Regions from separate parts of the Sus scrofa genome. Here region 2 is linked to region 1. The links are chromatin contacts, called in public promoter capture Hi-C maps. All regions are on one chromosome and are shown on one strand. The core of a region is the stretch at or near the end of the contact, and the rest is flanking DNA. Distances in the headings are between cores, read along the strand shown. Region 1 holds the start of WNT2B (protein Wnt-2b). Region 2 holds the start of FAM19A3 (protein FAM19A3).

The links. Promoter capture Hi-C pulls out the DNA fragments that hold promoters and counts their contacts.
Region 2: a contact with region 1 is called in a promoter capture Hi-C map of fetal skeletal muscle, with 5 times the contacts expected there. The contact joins the promoter of FAM19A3 here to the promoter of WNT2B in region 1. A contact is called at or near these places in 1 of 5 promoter capture datasets (fetal skeletal muscle) and 5 of 47 Hi-C or Micro-C datasets (fetal heart ventricle, liver, omental adipose tissue and 2 more).

The regions. Positions count from the first base shown.
Region 1 is chr4:107,921,738-107,925,382 of Sscrofa11.1, forward strand. WNT2B (protein Wnt-2b) reads right to left here and starts at 1,606. Exons shown (of 5, transcript XM_003125849.5): 1 at 1-1,606. All of the region lies in intron 14 of ST7L (suppressor of tumorigenicity 7 protein-like), which reads left to right.
Region 2 is chr4:107,717,670-107,721,314 of Sscrofa11.1, forward strand. FAM19A3 (protein FAM19A3) reads right to left here and starts at 1,686. Exons shown (of 8, transcript XR_001303450.2): 1 at 1,333-1,686; 2 at 94-151.

The DNA.
Region 1 (3,645 bases), core at 356-2,855:
CTCACGCCACCCTCCCGCCTGTTGACCAGGAATCCATGGCCGAAGCGGAGGGGCACACCTGCGGACTCCCCGCCCTTTACCGCACGGGATCCCCTGAGCTTACTCTCGCCCTGCTTCCCGATGCCTCGGTCCCCGACCCCTTCGGGCGGGGCTGCGAGTACGAAAGAATCAGAAACAGCTGGGCAGCTTTCCCGATCCAGAGGCCAGGGTGGGGGTCCTGCTGAGAAAGTGGAAGCCCCGAAGCCATTTCCTTCACCTTTCCACCCTTCCTCCTCTCCACCCCACGCCCCCCCCGGCCCCCCCGCCAGCTTGCTCACCGCCTAGGGGCGTGGTAAATTGGGAAGGGGTGTGGAGGTGGTGGCTGTAGAAATTGACTTCCCTCTTTCCTCAGCACTTCCTAAGCAGGCAGGTAGAGCTTCTGAAGGTAGGGTGGCCCTTACTGAGAGGTAAACAGAGTTTCCAGAGTCTGCCTGGGTTCTGGCCCCAACCCCTTCTCCAGCCTCAGTTTCTCCTGCGGAGCCCCTCTTTCCCAGGTGTCTTTAGTTAAACTATAAAGCCCCGGTGTAAACAACGCGCTGGAAGCTGCCCACCCTCTTCAACCCCAAACTCACTGTCAGTTCTTGGCTGGGGGGTTGGGGGTGGTCGGTGTTTGAGACTCGGAAGTGTGACCAGACAGGGTGCAGCTGGCTGCCAAGAGGCTGCAGACATCCCATAGGCAGATATGAGGGAGAAGGGCTGTGAGAGCCCATTATCCCCTCTCCCCATCTCTCACCCCTTTACCTCACTTTCTATGGTGGGGGTGGAGTGAATTCAATAATTCAGCAAGTATTTACCCCCTCCCACATGGCAGACTATGCTCGGCACATCAGTGAAGAAAGCAAAACACTTCCTGCGGGTGTGGAGTTTAACTTCTATTGGGAGAAGATAAGTAAAACATAGAGTATGTTAAAAAGTGAGAAACAATAGAGTTGTAACTAGGATGATCAGAGTAGACCTCATTAAGATGACATTCAAGCAGAGACTTGAAGACGGTGAGGGAATAAGCCAGTGGATTCTTGGTGAAGAGCACCCCAAGCAGACGGCACAGCCAGCAAGACAGAATTGGGAGTGGGCTAACTGCAGAGTGAGCTAGGGAGGAGGAGAGGACTTTAGACAGGTAACAGGGGTTATCCAAGTCATGCAGGGAAGAAGGTGCCCATCCTTGGGGTAGGTGGAAAGTAGGGGTTGGACTGGAGCTGATGGGAATGAACAAGGGGTGAATACAGAGACCAAGCGGGGCCCGCATGCTGGCCACATCCCTCACTGCCAACATGACTCTTCTCCCCTCTCCTTCCTTCTCTCTCTCTGTCCGGGAGGCTCCACTCAGCCCTCTCCTTAAAAAGAAGCAGACTCAGAGTTCCCATTGTGATGCAGTGGAAAGAAATCCGACTAGTGTCCATGAGGTATAGGTTCGATCCCTGGCCTGCCTCAGTGGGTCGGGGATCCAGCGTTGCCTGGAGCTGAGGTGTAGGTCACAGACTTGGCTCAGTTTCCACCTTGCTGTGGCTGTGGTGTAGGTCGGCAGCTGCAGCTCCAATTTGACCCCTAGCCTGGGAACTAACATATGCTGTGGGTGTAGCCCTTAAAAGCAAAAAAAAAAAAAAAAAAAAAGAAGAAGCAGATGAGCTTCCTGATAGGGACAGGTGAGGGAGAAAGTAGGCTCAGGCTCATTTCTGGCCAGGTCCCTTTCACTGGACCACTCTTTTACCTCCTCCCAGCCCAGCCCCACCCTGATGCTGGGCAGCAGTCTTTAAGCTCTGCAAGCTCTGGCAGCCTCTCCCAGGCTCCCCTGTGTGCATAGGCCTGGGTGTGACTCTGGCCCTGTGTTTATTTCTACATATGGGCCTGAGGTTGGAGGGTGGGGAGCTGGAGATGATCACATCAGCCCTAACCTTGGGTGGACTCGCCCACATGGGCCCCGAACTCACTTATGAGGCCCCTTCTTTGGCTTCAGCTGTCTTCATAGTCAAGTGGGACTGTGTCTTGGCACAACATAGATGCTCAACTACTAAAGCATGTTGCTGAGCTAAGGGGGCCCCCAGAAACACATCAGCAGCTTCAAGAGGGAGGGAAGTGGGTGAGGGGACAAGACTTCTCCCCAATGCTTACAGGCTACCTCTGCCCTAGAGTGGACAACCCAGGATGGGGCTTCACTCCTTCTTCCCCTCCCCTCAGAGCCCTCAACTCCCCAGGAGGAACCCCAGGCTGCAGGAGCCAGCTGACTGCAAGAACTGCACTCAACCACTTAACTTGAGAACAAATACGGAGCCAGAGAAGAGGTTTTCTGGGATCTGCCACTTTGGACTTCAAATCTCAAAATAAACTTCCAGCCTCAAGGTCCTAAACTCTACTGGAGAGCTCAGCTCCTCACGCAAGGGCTTGTTGTGGGGCTTCCAGGCAGAGGGTCAAGGCCAGAGGCTCAAACTAGCGCCTGACCTGCTCTTCCCTCCCATCCCCCACCTCCACTCCATCGTAACCGGAGCCAGGGGAGGAGTCGCTGATTTGGGAGTCAAGTTCTGGTCGAGAGGGCCCCTGCCTGGAGTCAAGTCAGCACTTACTGAGGTCCTGCTGTACACTGAGCACTGGCTAGGGCATCCTAAAAGACAGGAGTAAAAGGGTCTCACCCCCAAGGCATTTACATGCAAATGCAATAAAGCCATCTAAAGGCTGGGATGATAAGGCTCTGCTGTCTGCTGAGGCAGAAAAGGCCTGAGGGAGAATCCCAGGACTACCCCCCCCCATCTTTTTCCACTATTCTCAGCTGTGTGTGGCTCAGTGATTTTGAATTTTTACTGGCCCTTGGATGGGAATGGAGATGAGCTAAGGGGAGTTTGGGTGTAAGTAAACAGCTCTTACTCCACCCGGGTCTACCCCCCTTGGAGGCCCCGCTTCCCTGGGCCCCTTTGGTGATGACCTTCTCTTCTTCCCGGTGGGTGGGAGGTGGTGTGGATGGTAATGAGCAGAGAGAAAAGCTGAGAAGGGGCTGGGGGGAGGTTTGGATAGGAGTCAAGGAATTCCTGAGACTGCTGCTTGCACAGGGGGCCCTGAGACGCCTTTGCTGAGATTTCTTTGCAAACCTAGGCAAGTCTCATTTGAAGTGGGGCCAGGTTCACCCAGACCCCTAGTGCCCCCAGCTCTTGTTCTTCCTCTCCCACCACCCCAGGCAGGTGCCTAGGGAAGAGCAGGGAGTTTGGGAAGAACCCAGGGGCTTTTAAGGAGGGTGAGATGGGGATCAATGCTTTGTACACAGCCTGACGGGCCTCTCCTTGGTATTTATGAGCTCCCAGGCGAAGCATTGGACTTGTCTCAAAGAGGCCAGGCCAAGAGGGCTTTGGAGGAAGGAGCATCTGCCCCAAACCAGGGGAAGGCTTTCAGTGGGGCAGGGCTAAAGACAGAGACCCTCTCTCTCCCAGCCAGTGGCCAAATGGGGGTAGACCAATCCCCAAGGGCCCCTGCGAAAGGAAAAGAGAGAGCTAAGGGAGAAGGGGAAGCGGAGGCCTGAGGAGGCGGAGCCCCGGGGGTCTGGAGCCTTTTAGCACTTTGGCTGTAATCAGACCGGAGCCAGGCGGTGGGCGGGCTGACAGCCATCCTGGGCGGGTGGCCCAG
Region 2 (3,645 bases), core at 436-2,935, 200 kb before region 1:
AAACACCAGAGGCCAGATGGCTGCTCCCTTGGATTGGGTGCTTCATCTCTGTTCACCCTCCTACTCCCCCTGATCAACTGCCTCCTCACTCACCTTTTTGGGGATCTTTTAGCTTCTGTCTGTTCATCCACTGGCTTCGGATTCACTCTACCTAGACAAGGAGGAAAGATTCTCAGGGTCTGCCAAGGACAGAAGGAGCTCGTGGCCCTGCAGGAGATGGAGGAGGGCCTGGGTGGGGACATGGGGGGTGGACTGGGCACTGAGGTAGAGCCTAATTCAGAGAGCAGGGGGGTCCTTCCTTGGCCCTGGGAATCCACAGGGGTCCTTACAGACTCTGGAAGCACAGTAGGGTGGTAAGCCTCAGAAGAGAAACTGGAGGGAGTTTCTGTGTCCCAGGAGTGAAGCAGGGCTGGTGGTAGGAGGTGTCTAAGAATCAATGCTGTCATCTCTCTGGCTAGGGAAGGAGCTGAAGGTCAAGGAAGAGTTCTTGGCCTTCAGGCCCTGCTGCTGAGACTGATGCTGGAAAGAGGTGCCTGTGAATACTGACCGAGGTCCTGAATCCTCTCTGCCTCCTCATCCTGGCCCCATCACACCTGCTTCCTGAACTTGACAGGAGTTGGCTCAGCTCTGCCACCCTCACCCCCATTCCCAGAGGCCCTAGCCCCAAAGCTTCTCCATTTCTCCCTAAGATCTCCCCTCCTTCAGCCTCCAAAGGGAAGTGGAGCTGAGGCAGGTAGGATAGTGGGGCCCAAGAGAGACGGAGAACCCATGCCCTAGCTTCCCAGAGTGAGAGCCCAGAAAGGACAATGAGGACAGAGGGTGGGAGTGCTATCAGTACTTCTAGGGTGGGTGTACTCCATAGGCAGAGAGCTTCTAGAAGTACCTCTTTTCTGAGGAGGTGTCTTCTCTCCCTGTCTCCATCAGAACACTTCGTTTTGATCATGACAAACGCAGCTGTGTCTTTTCTCTCTGAGCTGCCACCCCTCCCCTCTCTCCTATGGACCCCAATACCAGACCTGGGGTGGGCACTGGGGTGGGTCCTCCCGCCCTCTGTCCCCTCCCTCAGAGAGATCTAGAGAAAGAAGCTTCTGGGAGTTGTTCTCAGGCTTCCACGCTCGCGCCTCAGTTTCCCAGGCTGTTTCACCCAACCCCTGCATACTAGCATGGGCTGAGAATGAGAACCGCAAGATCCTCTAATCTTTCTCTGTCTTCTCCCGCCCCCGCCCCGCAACCGCTCAGTCCTCCCAATTCTGAACCCCCATCCTGGGACCTACCTGCCCCACGGCGGTGCCCACTCGTTACCCTACGATGGTTCCCACTGGTTCAACCCACCTGCCCGAGAGTCTCCTCGCCTCTGAGCCCTGGATAGAGACTCCGAAAGGGAGACTGCAGCCGGGAGCGGCCAGCTCGGTTGCTGTCTAGTCCGGAGCCCTGTCCCCTTCACCAAGTTGATGCGTCCCCGAGGCGGAGGGGCTCTGGCCAAACTAGCATCACGGTCATGCCGGGCCCGCTCTGGGCACCGAGGAGCTCCGGGCCCGCCCGGCCAGTTCTGCAGAGTTCAGCCAGGGTCCTTCCGAGGCTCCTGCCCGCAGGACCGCCAGCGAGCACACAGCGGCCACCGCCGCCTCCTCTTCCTCTCCGGGGGCCGCCCCCGCTTCGCCAGCCCTCCTCCCGCGTCACCGCCTCCTCCCGGACCGCGCGGGGCACCGCACACGGCGCTCAGTCCGCCCGGCGCTCCCAGCCGGGGCGCAGCGACCCCTGGCGGCCGAGGCGAGACCAGGTAAAAGAGGGCCGCAGGCCACCACAGCGCAGTCCAGTGGACCATCTACCTCCCTGGCGCTGCCAGGGTAACTCAGAAAGGTCGCTCAAAATTCTGGAGGGCCTGGGGTGGGGGTGCTTAGTGTGAGAAGTGATAGCCCAGATCTTCAGGAGTTCTGAGTCGAATATTCCCGAACTGCACTGTCCAATACTAGCCACCAGCCTTATGTAGTTACTTAAATCAAAATATAAATTAAACATCTTAAAGTAAGTTTCTCATTTACACTCACAATATTTCAAGTACTAAATAGCTACATGTAGCTAGGGACTACTGCATTGGGCAGAAAAGATGTAGAACATTCCTATTTGAGGAGTTCCTTGGTGGTGCAGTGGGTTAAGGATCTGGAATTGTCACTACTGTGGCTCAGGTTGCTGCTGTGGTGTGGGTTTGATCCCTGGCCCAGAACGTCCATAAACTGCAGGGGCACCCCTCCTCAATCCTATCTGAAAATTCTCCATAGCAATGCAGGTTGCTTTGCTAGCCCTCCATTGTTAAAATGCTAAAACCAAGAGGAAACAGCGAATGATCTCTGCCCTAGGAGTGGTGTCTTCTGGGACAGGAAGGACTAGGGGACAGGCAGACAGGATGGCTTTGGTAGGCTTGTGGCTGATGGGTATGAACTCCAACTTGGGGATGAAACTCTGGGACTCTTGTTTTTTGTTTCTTGTCTTTTTCTAGGGCTGCGCTGGAGGCATATGGAGGTTCCCAGGCTAGGGGTCAAATCGGAGCCACCGGCTTAAGCCAGAGCCACAACAATACGGGATCCAAGCCACGTCTGTGACCTACACCACAGCTCAAGGCAATGCCGGATCCTTAACCCACTGAGCAAGGCCAGGGATTAAACCTGCAACCTCATGGTTCCTAGTCAGATTCGTTAACCACTGTGCCATGATGGGAACTCCTCTTTTTTTTTTTTTTTTTTTTTTTTGTCTTTTTGTCTTTTAGGGGTGCACCGGGCAGCATATGGAGGTTCTCAGACTAGGGACTGAATCAGAGCTGTAGCTGCCAGCCTAAGCCAGAGCCACAGCAATGCAGGATCTGAGCTGCATCTGTGATCTACACCACAGCTCACAGAAATGCCAGATCCTTAACCCCACTGAGCGAGGCCAGGGATTGAACCCATGTCCTCATGGATGCTAGTCGGGTTCGTTAACCACTGAGCCATGAGGGGAACTCCTGGGACTCAGTTTCTCCACCATAAAAATTGTAATATAATTGCATTTGTATATTATATAATTCTTTAGAGGTGAGATTCTGGATACAAAAGTGTTAGACAGATGAAAGGGGGAGGTGGTTGTCTGTGAATTTGTCTCATAATTGAAGGACACTCCTATTAGTTTAAGAGTGCTCTGGGATTAGTTTAAGAGTGTAATGGGAAGGAGAGAGGCAAAGGGAAGAGGCCCAGTTCTGGGCTCTGAACCTCTGCATGGTCCCAGGACAAGGTCACCTGTCTTGAGGATGCCCAATTCCCGCAGCTAGCTGAGACTTCCCATGCCCTAGGCAGGACCAGCCTCTGAGCAATTCTCAGCAGAGAAGAATACCCCACAGGTCTGCTTCTTCCCACCCCACCCCCTTTTCCCTTCTCATTCGGTGCTACCTCAGGATGAATAGAGGTGGTGACCTCACCAGGTTCTGAGGCAGTCTGAGGATGGAGGAGGTATGATGAAGCCAGGAATAGGAGGTGAGAAGTTTAGAGAGAAGGGAGCCTTGGGATTTGCGTATGGTACTGGGTCTATTCTGGAGCCCAAGTGAGCTGTTAATATCCGTGGTGACTATCTGGTGCTGGAACGAGGAAGTCTCTGGGCCCTAGCTCTGTGGCCCACTTT